Regions from separate parts of the Sus scrofa genome. Here region 2 is linked to region 1. Evidence: chromatin contacts called from public HiChIP or PLAC-seq data. All regions are on one chromosome and are shown on one strand. The core of a region is the stretch at or near the end of the contact, and the rest is flanking DNA. Distances in the headings are between cores, read along the strand shown.

The links. HiChIP or PLAC-seq counts read pairs in DNA pulled down with a chosen protein or histone mark.
Region 2: a contact with region 1 is called in an H3K27ac HiChIP or PLAC-seq map of alveolar macrophages. The contact joins two enhancer-like sites. A contact is called at or near these places in 1 of 47 Hi-C or Micro-C datasets (fetal heart ventricle) and 2 of 2 datasets of contacts at active chromatin or transcription factors (alveolar macrophages and skeletal muscle).

Annotation. Positions count from the first base shown.
Region 1 is chr13:68,338,768-68,342,612 of Sscrofa11.1, forward strand. It overlaps a transcript of PPARG not described here. Among named protein-coding and RNA genes, the nearest start is that of PPARG, 23 kb to the right of the region's middle. Within about 2 kb of position 1,739, at least 4 of the 83 cell types and tissues checked have an H3K27ac peak or open chromatin away from gene starts, as enhancers often do. A contact at or near this core is called in alveolar macrophages, where this site is marked.
Region 2 is chr13:68,474,009-68,477,853 of Sscrofa11.1, forward strand. No RefSeq gene overlaps it. Among named protein-coding and RNA genes, the nearest start is that of TSEN2, 4.8 kb to the right of the region's middle. Within about 2 kb of position 1,678, at least 34 of the 83 cell types and tissues checked have an H3K27ac peak or open chromatin away from gene starts, as enhancers often do. A contact at or near this core is called in alveolar macrophages, where this site is marked.

The DNA.
Region 1 (3,845 bases), core at 489-2,988:
AAGCTCACATTTTTTTTTTTTTAACTGAAATATTGTAACCTGACAATGAGCTGTCAAGAATACAAAAAAGAAATAAGGCCATTAACAGCTGCAAGGGGGTGATCTTTGTTTAAGATTATAGGTTAGGTATACTGGGAGGAATGGGAATCCTGGGGGCTTTGAAGATGATGGGGTATACAAATGGAGAGGGATTTTTGGACAGTTGAGAATCGGGGCAGCAAATATGACAGCTCTAGAAAAGCTGAATCCAGGAAAGTAGAGAAGAATGCAAATCAGTGGAGAAGGAGGAGATAGTATAGGGGTGAGGTCTCAGAAAAGACATGAAAAAGAGCCAGACTATATGAGAAAAGACTGCTCCCACTAAGTCTGGAGATTATTGTCCCAGTGGAGATCAGAGGAAGGGTAGATGAGAAAGGTATCAGATAAACATAGTTTTTTTTTTTTAAAAGCACTAGTTGTAATTATCTCCATAGTTATAGCTTACTTGGAAGAAAGTTCATAAAAAAAGGGAGTTTCCGTCATGGCTCAGTGGTTAGCGAACCCGACTAGGATCCATGAGGATGTGGATTCCATCCCTGGCCTCGCTCAGTGGGTTAAGGATCCGGCATTGCCATGAGCTGTGGTGTAGGTCGCAGACGCGGCTCAGATCCTGTGTTGCTATGGCTCTGGCATAGGCTGGCAGCTACAGCTCCGATTAGACCCCTAGCCTGGGAACCTCCATATGCAGAGGGTGCGACCCTAAAAGACAAAAAAAAAAACAACCAAACCAAACCAAACAAAAAAACCCCAAAATTAAAAAAAAAAAAAAAAAAAAAAAAAAGACATGGCGGCTAAGAGACCTTAATCAGTCACTTTCCCTCTCCCAGCCTCTGCTTTCCCATATGTTCGACAAATTAGCGTCAGGTAGGCAAGTGGCTCCCAAACACCTTTCCATTCCTTAATTTCCTAAGCATTGTGGACTGGGACAACTGTGATCTGTTTACAGATGGGGCAATCCTATAACTTTATATGTCAAAGGAACTTGTAGGAATAACAAAAATTAAAGATACCGAGGTAATTTTTAGAATTTTAAGTCCTCAAGTCAAAATTTCTGCCTATATCCCTTTACCTCTTATTTAAAATGATTAAGTGGGTCACTTTGCTACAGTAGAAAATTGACAGAACACTGTAAACAACTATAATGGAAAAAAATAAAAATCATTAAAGATAAATAAAAAATAAAAATGATTAAAATGTCAACGTATTACTAACTGTAAACTCTTTTTTTTTTTTTTGTCTTTTTAGGGCTGCCCCCATGGCACATGGAGGTTCCCAGGCTAGGGGTCCAATCAGAAGTACAGCTGCCGGCCTACACCACAACCAAGTCTGCAAGCTACACCACAGCTCACAGGAACGCCAGATCCTTAACCCTCTGAGCAAGGCAAGGGATTGAACCTGCATACTCATGGATACTAGTCAGGTTGATTAACTGCTTAGCCACGATGGGAACTCCCTAACTGTAAACCCTTGAGGCAAGGACTCTGTCCTACACTCTGATTATAATGGCTCAATAAATATATATTGAATGAATGAATGCTGAATTACAAAATGTCACCACTACAGAGGCTTCTGGTTATTTTTCTCCTCTTTGATCTCTCTTCTCAGTCTCCCCTGTGACATTTCAGGAGCGTATTAATTATGTTAGAGATAGTCACTTTTCACTGTACTACCTCATTAAATTGTTTTTTCATTTGGTTGCTGTGTTGGTTTTTTGTGAAAAGGGAACTATATACTTGAGGAATTGACTGACAGTTAATGGAAATCTTAGGATTTTTCAAAATTATCTTTTGTAGGAACTTACAAATTAGTATTCTAGTTTTCCTTCACTGGTCAGTTTAAATTTTACCAAGAATGTTGCCTTTATAAAAAGGAATTGTGTTTTATTTTAAGGAGGAAAAGTGATTTTGAGGAAATCAGAAATCTATTTCTGAACAAATGTAGTGATGCTGGTGTAAGAAAAAAAGCCACAAGATGTCATCCCAAATTAGTAATGCTTCCCATCTTAAACACATGATTTCAGTTGTCCCCAGCTAGCTAAAGGTTACAAAATGTCACCATAATATCCTTTACTTCCTTCTGTGTTTTGCTTCCCCCTACACACACCCAAATATGGTAGATGGAGTTGTAAAAACCCTGAAGTATGACAATATAGTTTATTACACCTTTAGTTAGAAGTATCGTGCCAAAATGAGCTGAGAACTAGAGGAAATGGATTTGAATTTATAGCAGTCGGGTGAGACAGAATATACCTTTTCCAGACCACTCAACCAGCAAGCCAGTTTGTAACTTTAATGCTCCGTACAGTGGAAAAGTTGCAGCTGTAACAAAATCAACAGAGACATCTCTGATTAATGTTCTTCAATAAGAGGATTGAATGGGAGAGTATTTTTCCAAATGTATGCTTTTATATACTTTATACGACTTTCCAGAATATTATTAATTTTACTTAGTGCTACTTTGGGAGTCACTGATTCTCCTCATCACTCTGATGAGGAATTAGAACCAGAGCTGACATCTCTCTGTTAGCGGACTTTGTCTTCAGTGATCTGATCACCTGAGGATACCTTTGTCTCCTTCATTACCAGGCTTTAAGCCTGCAAATCATTGTTGGTTTTCCCTTAGCCTGAGAGAAAAATTTAGAGTATTTGCTTACATGGGAGACATGAAAATGCTGACTTTAAGAAATGGCTCTCTGATTCTTGGGTAGAAGCTGAAATACTGGGCAAGACAACCAAGTATCCAAAACCTGAATGTTCCCAGCAAGCCATATAGTTTTCCTGGATTTTGAATCAAGATAAGTAGCACAGCTTATAGAATCAACCATCCTATGAAATTATGAACTTGAAGGAAAAGGGTGATTGATTTTCATTTCTCCCTTAAAAGTTTGTTCAGTTTTAAGTATTTGTTTATTTTTTTCGAAACAGGCACTCTCCCTACGAGTGACTGAGATACTGTGCTCTCCATACAGGTTGTGTTGAAAGAGGTTAGCTTGTAAATTGAAGTAAGAGGGGTAGAATGAAAAGAATCGAGTGGTAAAAGAGAAGGAAGCTAGGTGTTTTAACCCAATTTGCTTCTTCCTCTTTGGACGGCTGTTGATATTATTTTAGCTGTTCTATTTGCCTGTACATAGGCGGTGTCACCACTTCTGCTACAACCTCTGTGCCTAGAGAGTTAGAACCACTTATAAATCTAGTAAACTGAGTGGAACCTTGGCAGATGAGGTCTCAGACAGGATACAAGCATTTTGTTTATATTTAGACAATCCAAGAACCTGGCCTCTGGGCATTAGGTAAAATGTCCAGGAAAGATAAGCCTGAAGAACAGAGTATTTATTGGGAATAAATGTCACCTTTCTCCACGTGGGGGTTTAATTCAAAGCAGCCTAGGAAAAACTAAAGAGGTTTCTTTTTCTACTTAGTTGGCAAGTTTTTTTAAAAAGAGAGTCAGGAGGATTTCCCTTGTGGTGCAGCAGGTTAAGGATCTGGTGTTGTCACTGCAGTGGCTTAGGTCGCTGCTATGGTGCAGGTTGGATCCCTGGCCTGGGAATTTCCGTATGCTGCATGTGTGGCCAAAAAAAGGTGGTAGGGAGTGAGGAGCCCAAATAAAAAGAGAGTGAAAACCACAGCAGAACTTGTAAGATGGCTGCTGGTATGCATGCTTTTTGGCTTTGCTGAGAAAGGTCTCAGACTTGAAGTCTACAGAACTAGTAAGAGGTAATTGTTCTATAGTACAGTTGAGTTATATTCAGGGAAGTCCTTTGAAACATAGATTCATGTCATAAAAGAGGTGTTAAAATCCCAGGATTT
Region 2 (3,845 bases), core at 428-2,927, 140 kb after region 1:
TCCCTGACTCCCTGAGTTGTCAGAGAATAAGTGAGACTGTCTCTGAAAAGCAGCTGGAACTGAGCAAATGATAGAAGGCCAGCAGCTCCCATCATCCATGCCACAGATTTTTCTAGCAGCCAAAGCAGGACTTCAAGGCAGTGCCCCACCCTTTGCACCTGAGACCCTGGGCCCAGCAAAGCACTGCCTTGGGGGCTTGTCCAGCCCACCCCTTACCACCTGCGGCCAACCATCTCCCTGCCCAGCCTGCTGTCAGCTTGGTAAATAATTGAGCAAATGTGCCCCTCAGTGTCTCAGCGTCCTCGCCTGTAAAATGGGATAATAACATAACACCTACCTATCGTGAGATTTAAATGCTAGAGAATGTCTGTGCAGGGCACTTGTTAAAACTGAATGCCCTTTCTAGCATATCCTGAACACTTTCTTTTCCCTTCAAAGCTGAGAAATTATCTTTGGTTTGTCTCCCCAGCAGGGGGAAGCTGGGCTGTATCTTTGGTTTGATTTTGGTTTCCAACCCTTGCATTTTTTTTTTTTTTAGGGTTCTAGATTTTATTGTAATGAACAGAACTACTACAAGTCTTTTAATAGAAGATTTCAAAGAAAACTTTAAAAGTACTTAATCTTCATTTTATGTGTATTTTGACAACTTTGCCCTAAACAGTATCTATGCTGATTTCAAGTCTTATCTAGAGTGTAGTTAGTATATGATAAACTACTTAAATTTTTATATACTATACTTCATGTTGAGAACTAATTCCTAGGGAGTTTCCTTGAGGCACAGCAAGTTAAGTATCCAGTATTGTCTCTCCACTACAGTGTCTAAGGTTGCTGCTGTGGTGCAGGTTCAGTCCCTTGCCCAGGGAACCTCCACATGCCATAGGTGCAGCCAAAAAAACACCAAAAACCAAACCAAAACAAAAACCCCCCAGACAAAAAAAAACTTGTATTCTAAAGTCCAAGATGAATTTCTTTGAATTTGGCTCCATATGGGAATCTGGGAAAATTAATATTACATATTCTGTTTTGTAGAATGTCAGAATTTACATTACCTAGAGAATCTGCTACTATTACTTTGGTCACCCCGCGGCATATGGAGTTCCCTGGCCAGGGATCAGAAGGTGCAAGCTACAGTCGTGACCTACACTGTAGCTGTGGCGACGCTGGTTCCTTAACCCACTGTGCTGGGCTGAGAATTGAACCTGCGTCCCAGCATTCCAGAGGTGTTAACGATTCTGTTGCGCCACAGCAGAAACTCCTAATTTTTTAAAGTAAACAAATCCAGGACATTCAAAAGTAAGTTGTTTAAAACAGGAAGATTGCACAAAACATAAAGATCGGTCTGTTTGCTACCATAAAACAACCTATTTTTATTGCCTATCTTTGTTTATAAAAATTAAAGCCTGGTTTTTTAACCCCTTGCATTTTCTGTTGCGGATGCCGTGGGTGAAACACCTGGAGCCTTGGCTGGGTCGCTGTTCTTGCTGTAAATTGGCGTCCCCTAAGGCTGGGTGCTTAAATTTGCTAAAATATCTCCATCTAGTGGCCTCGCTTGAGCACTGCAGGGTTCGGCCTTCGTCTGGGAAAAACAATGCGGCGACAGCTGGGGCCGCCCTGCCCAGCTCAGAAACGCTGGTGGCTCCCCATTGTCTACGGGGTAAAGTCCAAACGCCATGCCTGGAATTCAAGCGCCTGCTCGATCGGGCCCCGCCCTGCCTATCAGACCTTATCAGCCGCTTCAACCTCCTGCACCGCTCGCCCCGCCCCGCTCCTCCCGCCCCAGAACTTCCAGGCCCACAACTCCTGGCACGTGGGCGTGCCCTCAGCCCCCGACTGCCATCTCCCTCCTCCTACACACTGTCCCAGGGCTCCCCCTTCTCCCAGGCTCAGCTCAGAAGCCTCCTAGGTCATTCAACCAATCTGGGTCTTTCCTGGCCTCCCACCAACACTTGCTGAGGTCGTTTTTATTATTTCCATATTTAAAGCTGTGCCTTGTCCATGCGCTGCCCTCCATATCCAGTACATTGGATTAAAACGAATGCACACTCTGTAGCCTCCTGAATTTGGATCCTCACCTGGCCTCTGCTAGGTCATAGCTCCCAGGACCCAAGCAGAGCGGGAACCTCAAAAGGGAATTGCTGGTGAGAACACCTGTCTCACAGGATTGTGGTGAGAGTTAAGCTAGGATGCACAGTGGTTGGCACCTAGAAAGGCCCAATAAATTGTAGAGTGATCAGATAAAATACAAGATACCCAGCTGAATTTGAATTTCAGATAAATGATTTTTTTTAAGTATAAGTATATCCCAAATAGTACATGGCAGTTCCATGTTACCTTTCACAGACATATGATGTTAAGGATTGTGTATTTTGTTAGATGTGTTAATGATACAGAGAATGAATATATATGTATATATATATATTCATACACAGTACGTGTATATATATACATACACATACACACTCATACACAGTCAATCCTCATTATTGGTAGATTCTGCATTTGCAAATTCACCTACTGGCTAAAATTTATTTGTAATACCAAAAATCAATGCTCACAGGGCTTGGTCACCTACAGACATGCACCTGCATGGGGGAGAGAAAAATTGAGGGTCCCAGTATGCATGCTGAAGTCCACAGATACTGTCTTATTTCAGCTCTCATTTCATAAACAAGTATGCTAATGCCACTTTTCCACACTTTTGTGCTTTGTGTTGGTGATTTTAAAATAGATCCCAATCAGGAATTCCCAATGTGGCTCAGTGGTAACGAACCCGACTAGTATCTATGAGGATGCTAGATACGAGTATCCCTGATTCTGCTCAGTGGGTTAAGGACCTGGTGTTGCCATGAGCTGTGGTATAGTTCGCAGACACAGCTTGGATCTGGCATTGCTGTGGCTGTGGTGTAGGCCAGCAGCTGAAGCTCCAGTCTGACCCCTAGCCTGGGAACTTCCATATACTGCAGGTGTGGCCCTAAAAATAAACATTTTTTTTAAAAGGTGGATCCCAAGCAGAGTGCCTTTCACAGACATATGATGTTAAGGATTATTGTGTATTTTGTTAGATGTACTGCCATGTACTATTTGGGATATACTTAAAAAAAATCATTTATCTGAAATTCAAATTCAGAGTGCTGTCTAGTGTTCCTAAGCCAAGAAGGCCGTGATGTGCCTTGCACAGAAAATACATATTAGATGAGCTTTGTTCAGGTGTGTGTTATACTCATGTGGGCCCTGAGTTAGTTCAATATTAACGAATCGACAGCAGACACTAATTACAGTGTCTTTAAACAGAAGTACACATAAAACAAGGTTATGTATTGATTGGCTGATGAAAATGTTGTGTCCAGAGGCTGGCAGGAACCTGTCCCTGTATTTGCCCTAGGAGCAGTGGTTAAGTAGTCAGTAATTCAGTGTTCCTGGCCGCTCTAGAACTGCTGTGAGTAATGAGAATTAACTATATAAATATCTATGTAATACAATTTAAATTCACACCTATTAGAGATACATACTGAAATATTGAGTGAAGTTATATGATGTCTGGAATTGCTTTAAAACACACCAGCAATGGGATAAAGGTGTATATCGGGAGAGCGTAAAAGAAACAAGACACTGCTAAGGCAAGCTCAGGGAGGACAGAAACCTCCCGTGGAGCAGAAGGGCAAAAGCTCGCTTGATCTTGATTTTCAGTATGAATACAGACCGTGAAAGCAGGGGCCTCACAATCCTTCTGACCTTTGGGGTTTTAAGCAGGTGTCAGAAAAGTTACCACAGGGATAACTGGCTTGTGGTGGCCAAGACTGCATAGCGACGTCACTTTTTGATCCTTCAATGCCGGCTCTTTCCTA